Regions from separate parts of the Salmo salar genome. Here region 1 is linked to region 2. The links are chromatin contacts, called in public Hi-C maps. All regions are on one chromosome and are shown on one strand. Each heading gives the region's core, a stretch centred on a gene start, on an enhancer-like site or on the middle of the called end of the contact. The rest is flanking DNA. Distances are from core to core; before and after follow the strand shown.

Region 1 (4,065 bases), core at 1,256-3,755, 45 kb after region 2:
TAATTAAAAATGTACTCAGTCTATGTCGGCTTTTGTGTTTATTAATTCCAGTTAATTTTGGATTGAACAAGTCTAGGTAGCCTAGTCAGCCCAATTTTGAATATAAACCAAATGTGTTCCCATTCACATTTTCTCACAAACAAATGGGCTATAAATACACAACGTTACCTGCTTACACACCAGAGGGACAGGGCCCATAGTAGGCTAGACTATGCGGCTGCTGTTGTTAGTAGCCTACAGTTGATCAGACTAAAAAATGGTCTCGTTTCCCTGCAATACAGCATGTCAGAGCGCTAAACTTTAGGTGTATTGGCTGCTAAATTTATGCAAGAGTTTTTGTTTGTGTCTGGCGGGAGTGACGTGTTATCAGCTTGCGATATAAATACTGGAGGAAATACTTTAAAGTACTACTTAAGTCATTTTTGGGGGGGTATCTGTACTTTAGTATTTATATTTTTGACAACTTTTACTTCTACTTCACTACATGCCAGTTGATCACTGCCTTGAGCGTTGTGCCCGGCCCGCGTGCAAAAGCACGCAGCACTCTGGTGTGAAGGTCAGAACAAATGTGCGCAAATCGGTCTTAAAACATACATTTTCCCCTCTTTCTAACGCTTTTCGTCAATATATTTGATTAAATCAAAAGGGGTTGAAAAGGTGCTGTGGCAAATGCCGCCTCCCCACACGTTTTTCGGTGGCTCTGTTACAGGACAACTCTGAGGCTGCTACCATACATGTAGCATGTTGCTATACAATGACACAGTTGCCATTTCCCACGATTAGCCTATTAGAAACAAATAGGTCTGTCCAAAAATGAAACTATTCGTCACATGTAGTCGATTGTCTCTTTAAGAAAGAGCATGACTTCTTTCAGAAACCATTTCCTTTCGTATTTTTTGCTTTAGCTTGCTGTGACTCGCTCATCCTGCCCCGCATATCTGTGGTCTTTGGCAGCGAGCCAGGACGGCTCGTTTGTTTTTCCACGGATGGGCGAGGTAAGAAGCGGGTACGTGACTAAAATCCACTTCCTGTTTGGAACGTCATCACATAGTAGGATACATGCTTGCAGCAACAACAACAACAAAAACTGCTTTGTATCCGCAGGTCTCCTCGGCGGTATCGCCTCTCACACAACAGCCACCAACGTTACAATGTTGTGGCTAACCCTAACAAAGCGAGAAAGTAAATGACGGAAAATTCCTCGGTCGGCAATGAGGACATCATTTTTTGTTGTTGTTGTCAAACCTTGCAGTGAGCTATATAGGCTACACACACAGTTCATGCAATAACACTTTTTTTGTAGGCCTAAAGGCTATTTTGTAGACCTTCCTCGCAGTCTAACAAGACCAGACCGGAGTGATATTTAGGCTATGCGAAATTAAAGTAAATTAACTATCCACACGAATAGTCCCCAGACTTATTAAGAATTGCGGGTGCAGTAATTGAAAAAAAGTGCAAACGTTGTCTCGGGTTGTGACTTTGATCTGGGGGTTTTCGTGTTCGCCAGTCAGACAGGCTGTGAGTTGTCGAGTTTACTGAATCACGAGGGGTTGATTGGTGTGAGTTAGTCATGCTGAACTTTGTCCAATATTTAGACGTCGCTATCAAACGGTGGTTAGGGGCTCTATTCTCATGTCGAATTGCAACAACGTTGCAGGCACGCGCCACAGTATGACTGCAACAATGTACCAACTACCTCGTTATGTGATATATTGTTGCATAGAATAAGGGGCGCATGTAGCAAGCTATTGACAAAGTAGCCTAAACATAGTTAATCGCGGCTATTTGTAAAATGATAAACATTGACATTAAATTAGAATAGTTGCATTATGAAAACGATTTTTGTCTAAACAAGTCCCTAGTGTGCAAAGCTGAACTCGTAAACTATGAATTGGAAAAGAGGCTATCCCATTTTAATAGGACGAAGGAAGGAGGGTTAAATCTGCCATAGTAACAGAGTCGAATTGTATGGTTGGGTGAAAGCTCTCCGCCTCGTGACGTTGTGCTGGCAGTGTGACTGGAATGAGGATTTGCTAAATAGGGCTCTAGTGCCAGTCCGGGAGAGCATGCATAGCCTACATAGCCTAAAGGAGAAAGATAGGTAACGCCACTTGTTGAGTTGCATGCAAAGGCATTATATAGTCGTGAGACAATTTAGGAACCGCAATAATTGTAGACGTTGCTTTGAATGTCGATTCTCAGTAAGCAGAAGCCTATCATCAACCGTTCTGATACAATTCACCTTGACGTGAAATAAATCATTTTAGCAGCAGGGCTCAACTGCGTCCAACCAGTTTATCTTTAGGGCTTGCTGGCAGTTGAACGCATTGCACAAGTGGTAGGGCCTACACGATAAAGCGAGGAGAAAGGTGAGCATGCGCTGGTGGGGCTGTCTAAGAATCAAGTAGATAGAATTGGAGCTGCTGGAAGCACTTGTGGTGTGTCGTCGGTGACGTCACCGCCCTACATTGAGCTGTGAGTTGTAGTGCGAGATAGATTGAGGCGCGCCGTAGTAAAGTACACAACTGCAATGAACTTCTCAATGTAACTTGGCTGTTTTATTGCTGTTTGGCTAGAGGGAAAATACACAATTATTCGCGATTCCTTTTTTTTCTACAGAATAAAACGAATCCCAGGGAGATTTGGAGAATTTGGTATCCACTTTTTCGAAAACCATGTCGTCCGCGGCTGTAGCTGCTTCGAGGAGGCAGTCGTGTTATTTGTGTGACTTGCCCCGCATGCCATGGGCAATGATCTGGGATTTTACCGAACCTGTTTGCAGGGGATGTGTCAACTACGAGGGAGCCGACCGGATTGAGTTTGTAATTGAGACTGCCCGACAGCTGAAGAGAGCTCATGGCTTCCAGGACGGGAGATCTCCCGGGCCAGGCAAACCTCAGCACTCGGGGAAGGAAATTCAGTCCCACAACCATTCGGCTGGAGACCCCGGCTCGCGTCCGCCTCAGCCTCTGGATCGCTATCCCCTCTCTGACCGGCCGCCAAGGTTGGGACCGGAGTACCAACCGGGGAGGCAAGTTAACGGCATCCCTGTGCCAAATGGATTTCCAAAACCCGACGACCCGCCGGAGCTGAACCGCCAGAGCCCCAACCCTCGCAGGACTAGCACGGTTCCTCCCAATTTGGTGCCTTTAGTAAACGGAAACATGGGTCCAGTACACGCACTCAATGGTCGGCCCGCCCAAATGGGTATGCCGGGCGCGTTGAATGTTCCTGGTCAAGGCGACCACGGCAAGCGCGGGGAGGATATGAAAGACAAGCATAGACCGGATAGCATGTCGGACATGTCGGAGAGCCACAAGCGGGCGGAGGAGTGGATGGGCAAAGGCAAAACAGTGAGGGATTTGATGGCTCTCCACACATTCGACAGCAGGTTCAAGAAAGACCATGCGGCGATGCAGCGCGTTATGGGATACGAGACAAGTGCAACTTCTTCAAAACCAGGTAGGATTGTGGATTTTTAAACACATGGATGCATTAATTTAGAAGACTAAAACAAGGAACTGGCAGTGTTCTTAGTCAGCTACTTTGCCACTGTGTTGACGTGGGTTTTCAGCTGAATGTTTGTTTATGCATGTTTACATTTCCTCTAGTCTGATCCCCAGCAGGCTACCGAATATACCACTTGTTTTTCCTCTGCACGTTTTGTTTTACACATAAAGTAACATAAATTCCTCAAAGTTTTATTTTCATTAATTTACAGTGCATGCACATTTGCTGCTGCTGTGGTGGTTGGAGTGTTTGTTAATCCTTAACCCCCCCCTTCCTCCTTCTCCAACAGACCGAGGGAAGCACCCACGAAGCATGAAGAGGAAAGCCTCCCCTGAGCCGGATGGCGAGGGCTCCGCCCCCAAGATGAACGGCGGCGAGGGCCAGCCGTGGTTGCCGTCGCCCTCAGAGGTCCTCAAGATGCCCCCGGCCTCCCTGCCAGGCTTCTCTGCCGCTCCACCCTCCACCATCTCCCCCCACAGTCGCACCACCCCACCGGAGGCGGCCACGGCACAGAACGGCCAGTCGCCCATGGCAGCACTTATCCTCGCCGCCGAC
Region 2 (3,695 bases), core at 960-3,459:
ACAATATTAACTAACAACGTTAGCAATGTCATAGTCAACATAGCTACTAGAACTAACGTGTTAGTAAACCCGCTATAATCATGCAGTACAGTGTACAGTCTGCAAGCAGTTTAGCAGTTACACCGGCAGGTCCCGGTGGCAATAAAAAAACTAAAGTTTACCTTGGATAGCCATAACATAACATCTTTCTCTGTTTGATCTGAGTTTTTGAGTAGGCTAAACTAGCTAGCTGCATATATATATCTCTCTCTCTCTCTCTCTCTCTCTCTCTCTCTCTCTCTCCTCTTGCTTCTCCTTCATTCTCCTTCATGTTCAGCTATTGTTTTTCTCTCTCTTTGAGTCAACTACTCACCACATTTTATGCAGTTCTAGCTAGCTGTAGCTTATGCGTTCAGTACTAGTCATTCTCCGCTACTTTGATTGGGTGGACAACATGTCAGTTAATGCTGCAAGAGCTCTGATAGGTTGGAGGACGTCATCTGGAAATTGTCATAATTACTGTGTAAGTCTATGGAAAGGGGTGACAACCATGAGTCTCCTAGATTTTGTATTGAAGTCAATGTACCCAGAGGAGGACGGAAGCTAGCTGTCCTCCAGATACACCATGGTGCTACCCTACAGAGTGCTGTTGAGGCTTCTGTAGACCTTCATTGCAAAAAGGGTGTTTTAATCAATTATTTGCTTACTTGAATATATATAGTAAAGTTTTATCTGAAACAGATTTTCTTTTTAATGTTTCACTATTTTTATTTTTATGAAATTCACTGAGGAGGATGGTTCTCCCCTTCCTTCTCTGAGGAGCATCCACTCGTGAATACATGGTTTTCTGTAACTGTACACGGAATGTTACATGTATGTCTAGAAGAATTATGACTTTGACTTTTGACGGAGTAGCCTGCAACTTTTAAAATGTGTTTGTGTTGATATTGTCCCACAGCCAAGTAGACAGTTGTGTGTACATGGACGTAATTCAAGTGAAACTGCTAGAGACCTGAGGCCCTGACTCAACTGCATTTCGCTGTTAGGAAACAAAAGAAGAAGTTACTCAACCTGATGTTGCAATTCCAGAGGGTTCCTGAGAATGCTTTGTCATCATCACCTCTACACCATAGTTTAAAAGCAAAGCATGCTTACTGACTTGGCCAGACATTTAACCATTTCCTACATACATGAGAGTCAGGCATGAAGACTAGAAACACACTGATAACATTTGTGGAATTCAGCCTCTGCCATTGGTTTGCTAAACTGAATGTTTAAATGCATATTAGTCTATCTATAAAGCTTTGGCAAAAGCCAGTGTTTTTTACATTGGTATGTGGTTTACTTCACATAAAGTTCAGGAAAGATGAAGGGCAGCAACAACGGAAGGCAGGGAATACTCTTTGACCCAGCCTTGGTGTCAATGAAACTTAGTATCCATTATGGATCCATCCTGACCCGAGCTACAAGACACACACACAAAATACACAATACACACACATACCACATCACTCGAGTGGTGTTTCCGGAACTTCCCCTGAGCCCTATGACGCAAACAGCCAGGCTATGAGGGCCTATGCCCCACATCCAATCAATCAAAACGATGCAGAAAAGCTGACTGACACAGCTGTGCATGGCGTTATCAGCTGACCAACTGTCTCAACACACACACACACACACACACACACACACACACACACACACACACACACAACCAGTCTCAGCTCCATGACCTTCTGTCTGTTTGCATTGAGCCAACCTTAACTCTTAACCGGCTCCACCCCCTTTTCTCAGAAATAGTCCTCCGACCAATGAGGTTCTCACGTGTTTAATTATCCAAGCTAAGGCCACCGATTATGCTGTTAGCGTTTTTTCTTCCCCGCCTCTTTCTGGTTTTTGTCTGACCTTGTTTTTCACTCTTTTGACTATTGTGAGGTTTTGTTGATAAAGTTATGAAACACTAATTGTGATTTTTTTTGGTCTTCCTCCCAACATATTTTTCTTTCTTTGTTGAATCAGATGGTGACCTTTAACTGCACCCTCTGTGTGTGTGTGTGTGTGTGTGTGTGTGTGTGTGTGTGTGTGTGTGTGTGTGTGTGTGTGTGTGTGTGTGTGTGTGTGTCTGTGTCTGTGTCTGTGTCTGTGTCTGAACGGCATACTATGTGGGAGTGAGCGCTAGAGGAGTGAGTAACAAATAATAGTGGAAAACATTGGCAGATGGCCATAAAAACAGTGGTATGTTTCCACTCCTGGCGTCTGGCCAAGCACTTTAGGAGGTAGAAATGTGTCATGCGCACACACACACACACACTTACACAAGCATTCAGTTTGTATATCTGCGCTCCGGAAACTGACCCCTGTCAAATCCGACATACACATCAATACCTTTTCTACACCTATAACTTCACACATTTACACTCCATAACAACTCAACTCTACTAGCCCGCAGGTGCGAAAACACAAACATAAATGTAATCGCTGTGTTGCTTATTATGCCTTAACAACCAATGCCCTGCCAATGAAATTCAAGGCACATAGGCTACCTCCAGCCCCATAGACGATGAATCCTTGTTTGAGGAGGATGTCTGGAGAGGGAGGGCCCTTGATGATGGCCTTTGAAATGAGTGACGTTCCCGAGCCGTGTGACCCTGCACTCACCCATAGCGTGGGCTGCCAATATGCCAAGGACGTGGAGATTAAAATCGGACGGCTAGATAGGACAGCTACTTGGCTTGCAAGGCCTCGTTCTGATTGGAATGCGAGCGCATATCTCACGCTACACCTCCTGAATATAGATAGAAAAGCCCAACCCCCCCCCAACCCCTCGGCTCCCCGGCCCCTGGGAGCTAGCTGTGTCAAAAATATCTCTCTGCTACAAGTTGTTCTCATGCTCTCTGATAATACGTGAGGCCTTGAAAAACGTTTCTTTGATTATGATGATGTAACGTTTCTGTTTATATACTCGAGGCTTTGTCGACAGCTAGTCAGATCGTCGTCGTCAGTTTTGTTTATCCCTTTTTTCGGGGAAGATCTGTTGAGGAATTTGCAATAACAATGCAAACATTCACGCGCTTGCACCCAGATAAGGGTTTAAGTTGTTAGGGAGGGCTCAGCAAATACAATTGAACTTGACAAATCGCAGCTGTCAAATTAAAACGCTTTGTTCAAACAGGAAAACTGTCCCTCAATGCGAGACATTCTTTGCCCATGATTAGGTGTGCAGAGTGGCCTCCGCTACTATTCACTCACTCACTTTGTTTTGTAGTCATCACACAAGAATGCAGTAACACTTCCAGACCTGGGTTTAAATACTATTTAAAATCTTTCAAATACTTTGAGCATTTGCTTTAGCCTGTCTGGAGTGCCAGATGAGAGAGGGTTGCAGTTTTGTGGCTATTCTATTGGTCCATTATATGCCAGGCAAGCTCAATCAAGCACCAATAAATATTTGAAAGTATTTCAAATCGTGTTTGAATCCAGGTCCAAACAGTTCATCTGAGCTCTTTTCCTTCCTCCCTTGTCAACTCTGGCACACTAGGAACACCGGTCTGTGTTTTTCACAGTGAAAGTGGATGACACGCTAATTCATTGAGTTGTTGAACCCCTCCCAATGTCTCTTTCCTCTCTCTGCTCCTGGGAGTTCACTGACCCGGCTTACATTCTCTCTTCTTCTCTGTTCTTCTCCTCCCCTCTTATGATGCAAGCGTTGTGAGTTG

The links. Hi-C and Micro-C count contacts between places; a contact is called where the count stands out from the background.
Region 1: a Hi-C map of gill shows a contact between it and region 2, with 2.7 times the contacts expected there. The contact joins the promoter of i2b2a here to the enhancer-like site in region 2. A contact is called at or near these places in 2 of 3 Hi-C or Micro-C datasets (gill and muscle).

What each region holds. Positions count from the first base shown.
Region 1 is chrssa02:51,945,296-51,949,360 of Ssal_v3.1, forward strand. i2b2a (Interferon regulatory factor 2-binding protein 2-A) reads left to right here and starts at 2,506. Exons shown (of 2, transcript NM_001139853.1): 1 at 2,506-3,462; 2 at 3,800-4,065. The coding sequence starts at 2,676.
Region 2 is chrssa02:51,900,097-51,903,791 of Ssal_v3.1, forward strand. No RefSeq gene overlaps it. Among protein-coding and RNA genes, the nearest start is that of LOC123740250, 26 kb to the right of the region's middle. Within about 2 kb of position 2,210, at least 7 of the 13 cell types and tissues checked have an H3K27ac peak or open chromatin away from gene starts, as enhancers often do. A contact at or near this core is called in gill and muscle, where this site is marked.